Regions from separate parts of the Gasterosteus aculeatus genome. Here region 2 is linked to region 1. Evidence: chromatin contacts called from public Hi-C data. All regions are on one chromosome and are shown on one strand. The core of a region is the stretch at or near the end of the contact, and the rest is flanking DNA. Distances in the headings are between cores, read along the strand shown.

Region 1 (3,405 bases), core at 343-2,842:
CTGTTGAATATTTAGTCAAACAACTTTTTAGAGAAGTACTTCAGAATAATGAATTATGTTTGGTTTCCTCGTGAATAACTGGATTACGTAGATCAGAACGTTGTGGTGAAGAAAGTCTTCCCTTACTGCTACTTTCAGTATTGGTATACTGTCAAACGATGAGTTGTAAATGATCCATCTTCAGGGATCCTCCCACCAGTAACCTCATAAGACAAACAGCCACACACGCATGAAAAGAGACTCAAGGAAGACAAGGGCAGAATAAAAAAGCAGATCCCTTCACCGGGTGAAGAGAGAGAGGATGTGCTAAGTAAAGACTACAGAGCGGAGGAGAGGGGAGGTGTGCAGCCCGGCTGAGCGGAGCGACGGCAGGTTGTGACCCTGAAGAAGAGCAGAGCGGAGGGAGAACAGGTGACACCTTCAAACAGATGGTGGAGGGAAAAAGGCAAATGCGTGAGGATCTGAAAGTGAGGATAAAGTCACTGTGAAACTTCCTGTGAGCCGTTCCTTGTTTTTAAATCAGCAGGGGTTTGGGCTCCATTTAAGCCGTGGTACTGTTCACTACCACCCATGAAGTCTGCCTGTGTGTAACCTGCAAGAACACCTGTGCAGTACTTGTTAAAGGGTTACCAGGATCCTTCGGAAATCAAACCACTTCCGTTCAAACCAGAAGACCTAATTCAACTTCTTCATCCTAGATTCCAGTTGGTATGAGTCACTATACACACCGGGAAGCGATGTCTTCATGTTACTTTCTCCGTACTCCACCACTAAGTGCTTCTTTTAAGTGGGTCTCGTTTTACACGCAACACATTTGTGCGCCAATGAAGCTGGATGTTTCAATTCAAGACCTCAACCAGCGGTCCTGGTTCAGTGGAACGACCCAGACAGCAATGTAGTTCCGCTCTGGTTAGAGTACTCTGCTAAAGCTGTTTACGCAACACGCTGGGAAAGACGTCCGAGCTGCTCCGCTGCAACGTAGTCAGTGAAGTTGCACTTGCAAATATTTTCAAGAAAAGACTGCGTGACAGAGGAGAGATTGATGTTACATTTTTATGGCAAGTGTGCAGCCTCACTTCCTGTCGCCAGAGTATCTGATGCCATCGCAATTTTCACAGCTCTAGCTAAAATAAGTTAATTAGTGGATAATCTTCAGTACAAGCGGCTAATTATGTGCTTATTATCTGAAGCTTTATTTAACACTCATAGCCCCTCACGTCATTGACGGGGTTTTTTATCGTTTTTTATTATCCTGTGCCGACGTGAGGCATCGGGACAGAGGATGTTGCGCGTATACAGACTGTAAAGCACTCTGGGGCAAATTTGTAATTTGTGATTTTGAGCTATAAAAAATAAAATATTTTTTTTTAATAAGGAGACAACAACAAAATGAGTGAGGACAAGAGACACTCCCACAGAAGTCAAAGTTCCATTGAGTTCCTGTTATCTCATGCTGAAATGACGTGTGAGATGGGTGAACTGTACCAACCGTGGTGCATGAAGCCGTTGTTGCAGAGCCCAATGCCCAGCGTCACCGCGTCCTCTCGGGTCGAGCAGTCTCCCTGGGAAACCAAACCAGTGACGCATACAGTTGGTCAGTTACACCGTAACGCAACAGGCTGCAGCGCCTGAGCTTCTGTGTGTAGCTGGGATGAGGATCAATGCAAGGTGACTTTAATAAATGTATATAAAGACTTCGTTTAAATTAGGTTATTTGGGTGGCTAGTTTCATATACAATGGAATAAATAGCGAAGATTTATATATACACTCAAACGGGAAAGAGAGTCCTCTACAACGGGCACTCATTACCTGCAAGAGCAGCCAGTCGACCAGTTTGCTGGCAGGCACCACAGATTTGAAGGTTTTCAGATGGTGGTCTCTGTCCCTAGAAAAGAGCAAAATGAAATAAAGCATTTATAAAATGTGTTGCGGAAAGGTGAAAATAGCTGGTGGCCTCTTTTGTGGTCGACAGCATCATTCTTATTCTTAAATAGGAGGCGAGAACATTGAGTGAGAAAAGCCCCAGAAAAACATCCACGTTACGAGCTGAACACCACTGCAGTCCTCGTCTGCTGCAGACGGCCCGTTGTTCTACACTTCTCTTAACCCCGCCGGGGGAACAACGACTTACTGCCCTTTCCTTTGTTTTAACCTCCGGGCTCCTGTGAGATTACACAAGCACCAGCTTGGCCGCTCAGCGCGTTAACACGTGAAACCGGAAGGGTTAGGCGGAGGACGCGTGACTCGCCGGGTGTATCACACGCCTGTCAAATGAGTATTTCAATGTCTTAATCTTCTGCTGTGAGTGAGACATCGGGTGTGGCTGCAGGGGAGCGCCCGCTTTGTAAACCGACGCATTCAGAGGCGCACATATTGATGCTCCCAGGCAACGTCTGCTGATTTATGATTTTCTCCATCCATTGTCATCTACAGCCCGTGACAGTCAACGATTTGAGAAGGTTTATATCTATTTTATCATCGTTAGTGTTTTGTTCACCGGATTACAAAACCGCAATGCTTTGTCTCTTCACAAATATTCATAAAACAGATGATTTGTTATCATTTATGCTTCATTAAAGGCAATACATCCATCACGCCGACGTCAGAATTAATGGTTTCTACTTACAATTCCAATTTAGTGACGTCTTACATCATATCTTGATGCCAGGGCAGAAGGATTGCCTTTGTGTGTTAATAGGATTTGTACACCCCCCCTCACCCACCCACTGAAGCTCTTTGTTTGCGGCAATGGGAACCCCGGGGCACTTCAATCAGCGGGTGAGTGATGTGAGGAGAGATAGAGGGGCGAGGGGGGTAAGAGTAGGAAGGAAGGGGCGGCGGACCTTCGAATGGGAAACATATTTGTGAAGTATAGTTGACGCTGATGTTCGCCATGGTTTTGGGCAATAAGATTGTGCATAAGAGAAGACCTACGGACTAATGGAGAACTGTATGAGATTCAGAGGATGGAGCATGTTTGTGTTTTGTTTGTTTAGAGAGGCTGTCGTGGGCCGAACGTGAACCCTTCATGAATATGCATCCGTGCACCTGGAGAGAGGGAACATTAGCATACAGGGAGCAGGGAGTGTGTGGGGGGGGGGGCAGGTACTTACTTGATAACCGGCGTGTGGAGGCTGTGCAGGCGGCAGTACAGCCTGACGCCCTAAGAGAGAAGAAAAGCGCAGGCGCTGACTCACAGAGCGAACACACCTCGGGTAAACAAGCACAAGCGTCGCCTCGGGACACTTCAACTGATGACTGTGAAAAGACTTTCCCCTGGGTTGTCCTTTCAGGGCGGACATTTCAAAGCATTAGTGGGAGAGCATACGTGGGCCAACGTATTATTAGTTTTCTACGGAAAGGGATCAGAGAGTCCAGGGTGGGAATAAACCCGACAAAAAAGG
Region 2 (3,405 bases), core at 249-2,748, 36 kb after region 1:
TTTACGTACTATTTCAAGAGCTTTGAGGAAGTTCCTTAATGCGTGACAGCACAAGACAAAAAAGGGAACCACGGCTATTTCGGACAAATGCTTGCCAGATGCTGAAATTGGAGAATGAACAGAATTGGTGGCACGATCATGAAGAAACGTTCAGTAAAAAATGGCTACAATCCTTTGAGTCAATAAGAGGACCCTGAATCCAGACGAGCTGCAGGTTTGTGTTTTGGAGCGGACCCTGACCTTTGACACCCTTGCACACAAAATAGGGGATTTCCTTACAGGCAGCAATGAAGCTTTATAATAAAGTCGGCGAAGCCACACTGACTTTGCACCGGCTGGACGCAGAAGCCACCTGCACTGCACAACAAGCACCGCTGATGACGAGAGATCATCGATACCACGACAACAAGATCATTCAACAAAAGGCAGCCGATGAGCGAAGTGGCTGGTTTCTCATGCGTGTCAGGAAGCGGGGAGGCGTGTTGGTGCTGAACGCTCATGAATATCTATTTATTTGCAAAGTCAGCGTGGATTAAGCTCTTCTGTGATTCTCTTTCACCTGGGGCTTAAACACAAGGGAATGACCCCCCAACCACACACACACACACACACACACACACCTAATCGAATCTTCCCAAGGAATGTACTACTCAGGTAACCTTATTTCCATTAAAAGCGTGAGCTAAGATTACAGAAAATTAAGACACAGCAGCGATTACTGCGCGTGTCCAGCAGCCTGCGAATAAAGCTGACAATAAAAAGCACAATGAAACGATGCAATGAGGAGGGTCAAGCTCTCTCTATATGCACACAAATAACAATGAGGTGGGATTTAAAAGCCTGAATACAAAACAGGAGCGACGCGTGTGCGCAAAACATCACACCGAACTCCCGACGAATTGCTGCTGGCTGAAGGTGAAACTCAGCCTGTAAACTGCAGCCAGGTGGAATATTACAATTCACATTTATCACGCGGCGCGAGCCGCTCCACGCGAGCGCGCACACGGGAGCAACGTGAAGCGGCGATTCGTGTCAAAAACGTACCGACTGGAGGAAGAGCAGCGTGCGCACGTAATCCCGCTCGGTGTTGAGTATTTCGTTTAAAACGCAGAGCCGGAGCCGCTGCTGGCGGTCCGAGTCCTTGGTGGCGTGGACGCCGTTCTCCTGGCGCGCGTCGTCCTCGTCCATGGTGCCCGGTTAAAGCCCCTCCGCCGGGCGCCTCTCTGCACAGATTGACGTTACTCTCCCGGTTCCAAGTATCCACACTTTGCAGAGTTTGACGCTTCAGTCCATCGCGAGTGCGGCAAGTTCCTCCTAAAAGCAGAAGAAAAGAAGAAGAAAAAAAACCTCGCGAGCTGCGGCAGACACGCGCGTGCACTCAAACACGGGAGATGAAGTTCCACACTGAAAAGTGCCAAACGGACAGAAGAGAGGCTCCGCGTGTGCGTGCGTGTGTGTGTGTGGCCGCAGCACCAGCTGGGAGGGAGCCGCGCGACAGTGGAGGGGTTCAGATGGGAGGAGGGGGGAGGACCCGGCGCGCGCGCACACACACACACACATACACGCGCGCGCGCAGGGGGCCGCAACTCACTGCTCTATTGAGCGCACAAAAACAAATAAGACGTTGAGGGAAACATCTGTGACGGTGGTCATTGAGGCTTAACGCTACATGAATTAAGCTACTGTGGCAAAGGGACATTAAAAAGCACAATAAATAATTAAGTGAACCCGCTGACCAACTAAAAACACGGCAGCTGCACTGAATCGAGCTAATTCAGCGTGTTTACTGGAGAATGTCTAACGTGCCCGAGTAGGTCATAAATATTTGAGGACGTGATGTAAAAATATTAATACCGTATTTCAACATGATAAAAACATGGTCCCAGAGTTACTAACGAGTGACTTGAAATACCCGACGTGGGACGGCCTGTTAGGAGGCTAATGGAAGCATCTATTTAAGTTACTGCTTCGTGGCCGAATGCACATATATCCCAGCAGAAACTAAGACTTTAAGTAAAAGCTTTACTGAGTTGTTATAGCTGTTGCTTTAAAGCCTGTATTTTAAATAAGGGGACAAACCTTTAACTCTATTAAACGTTTCAAAAGTTTGAGTGAGTTAGCTTACATGGTGGCTGGTGTTTGGGAGGAAGGCGCCCTCTGCCGGATGCGCGCGGAACGACACGCACCGCTAACGTGATAAAACAACATGTCTAACGGGTTATCGGCTCTACTAACAGTAACCACCCTCCCTTGTCATTTGTTACAGCAGCAACCTTTGCCCGCTTTGACGACAAGTTGTCCTTTTTTTTAACGCGGGATCGTTGGAGTCTCGTGCCGCTACGGGCGTCTGGTCTCGCGATACTGGATCACACGTGAGCTGCCTTTGCTGTGTTTATTATTGTTGGTGGAAAAGGAGTATAAGGTGAATAAGAAAAGTAAGTGAGATCCATCCTGTGAATAACAGGCGAAACATCAGGAACAGGAGAAAATTAAAATGTCAATAATAGTTTTAATTGATGCATGTTACATTCAATACCCATTGTGAGGCTCCCACACATAACTGCATACATACAAAACTTTTTCTCGCCACCTCAGATGAGGAATGCAACAGACAGCTTGTAAATGCCTTACACTATCATATATTTACATATCCTCCACTTCTGTACATGGCAAATCTTTAAATATGATCAAACACCAGAGGAGTAACATAGTATACAATGTATGACTGATTGTATGTAGTTCTGAAGAGTATTCAATGTACTTTTTTCTTCCAAAAGAAAAGGCACGTGCAGAAAGCACTGTCATAAAAAGTAAGTTGCACTATTAAACATGATAGGTTAAAAAAAAAAAAACTCAACTGCGCCTTTTCCTTCATTCATACTTCGCTAGGTAAAAGTCTTCCTTCAGCGGGGGTGGGGGGTTGCTTTCAAAAATGCCCCAGTTTTAAAAGAAAAGACATGTAGGGTAAACAGGAGTAGAAAATAAACGTGCTCAGTGCATTAAGACTCCTCCAAAGAAACCCAAGAGATGTTTGCCCCGTTTGTCGCTGTGATAAATAAATTCACATTGTTACAGGCTCCAATCAAAACCAGAAGTACAGTGAGTAAACAAAAGTGAGGGAAATTATGAAAAAAATAAGTTTAAACGTGTGTAGTGTGGCAAACGATTATTTCTGACGAGTTCATTATTCAGTTTCAGACCTTAAATGTCTCTCGTGGTCATTTGATATCAGCCCTGCAAACGTCGAGTGCTCTGTGATCAGGAAACTCGGATGTTACCAAGCGTTACGAGTGAACCTTTTCTAAAGATCCCGTCAGCAGAACGTCCCCCGATCTCTTAATGCTGTGAGTTTTCTTTTGTCTTTTTTCAGGGGTCACTATGACTCCTCACACGCGTACACACACG

What was found. A called contact is a pair of places that touch in the nucleus more often than the background predicts.
Region 2: a Hi-C map of skeletal muscle shows a contact between it and region 1, with 2.1 times the contacts expected there. The contact joins the promoter of prex1 here to the enhancer-like site in region 1. A contact is called at or near these places in 3 of 6 Hi-C or Micro-C datasets (skeletal muscle, tail fin and whole body).

The regions. Positions count from the first base shown.
Region 1 is chr2:17,924,084-17,927,488 of fGasAcu3.hap1.1, forward strand. prex1 (phosphatidylinositol-3,4,5-trisphosphate-dependent Rac exchange factor 1) reads right to left here. Exons shown (of 40, transcript XM_040194210.2): 13 at 3,115-3,164; 14 at 1,811-1,886; 15 at 1,490-1,562. Among protein-coding and RNA genes, the nearest start is that of LOC120829627, 34 kb to the left of the region's middle. Within about 2 kb of position 1,593, at least 1 of the 9 cell types and tissues checked has open chromatin away from gene starts, as enhancers often do.
Region 2 is chr2:17,959,832-17,963,236 of fGasAcu3.hap1.1, forward strand. prex1 (phosphatidylinositol-3,4,5-trisphosphate-dependent Rac exchange factor 1) reads right to left here and starts at 1,499. Exons shown (of 40, transcript XM_040194210.2): 1 at 1,045-1,499. The coding sequence starts at 1,188. LOC120829788 (ral GTPase-activating protein subunit beta) reads right to left here. Exons shown (of 31, transcript XM_078085764.1): 31 at 2,490-3,405.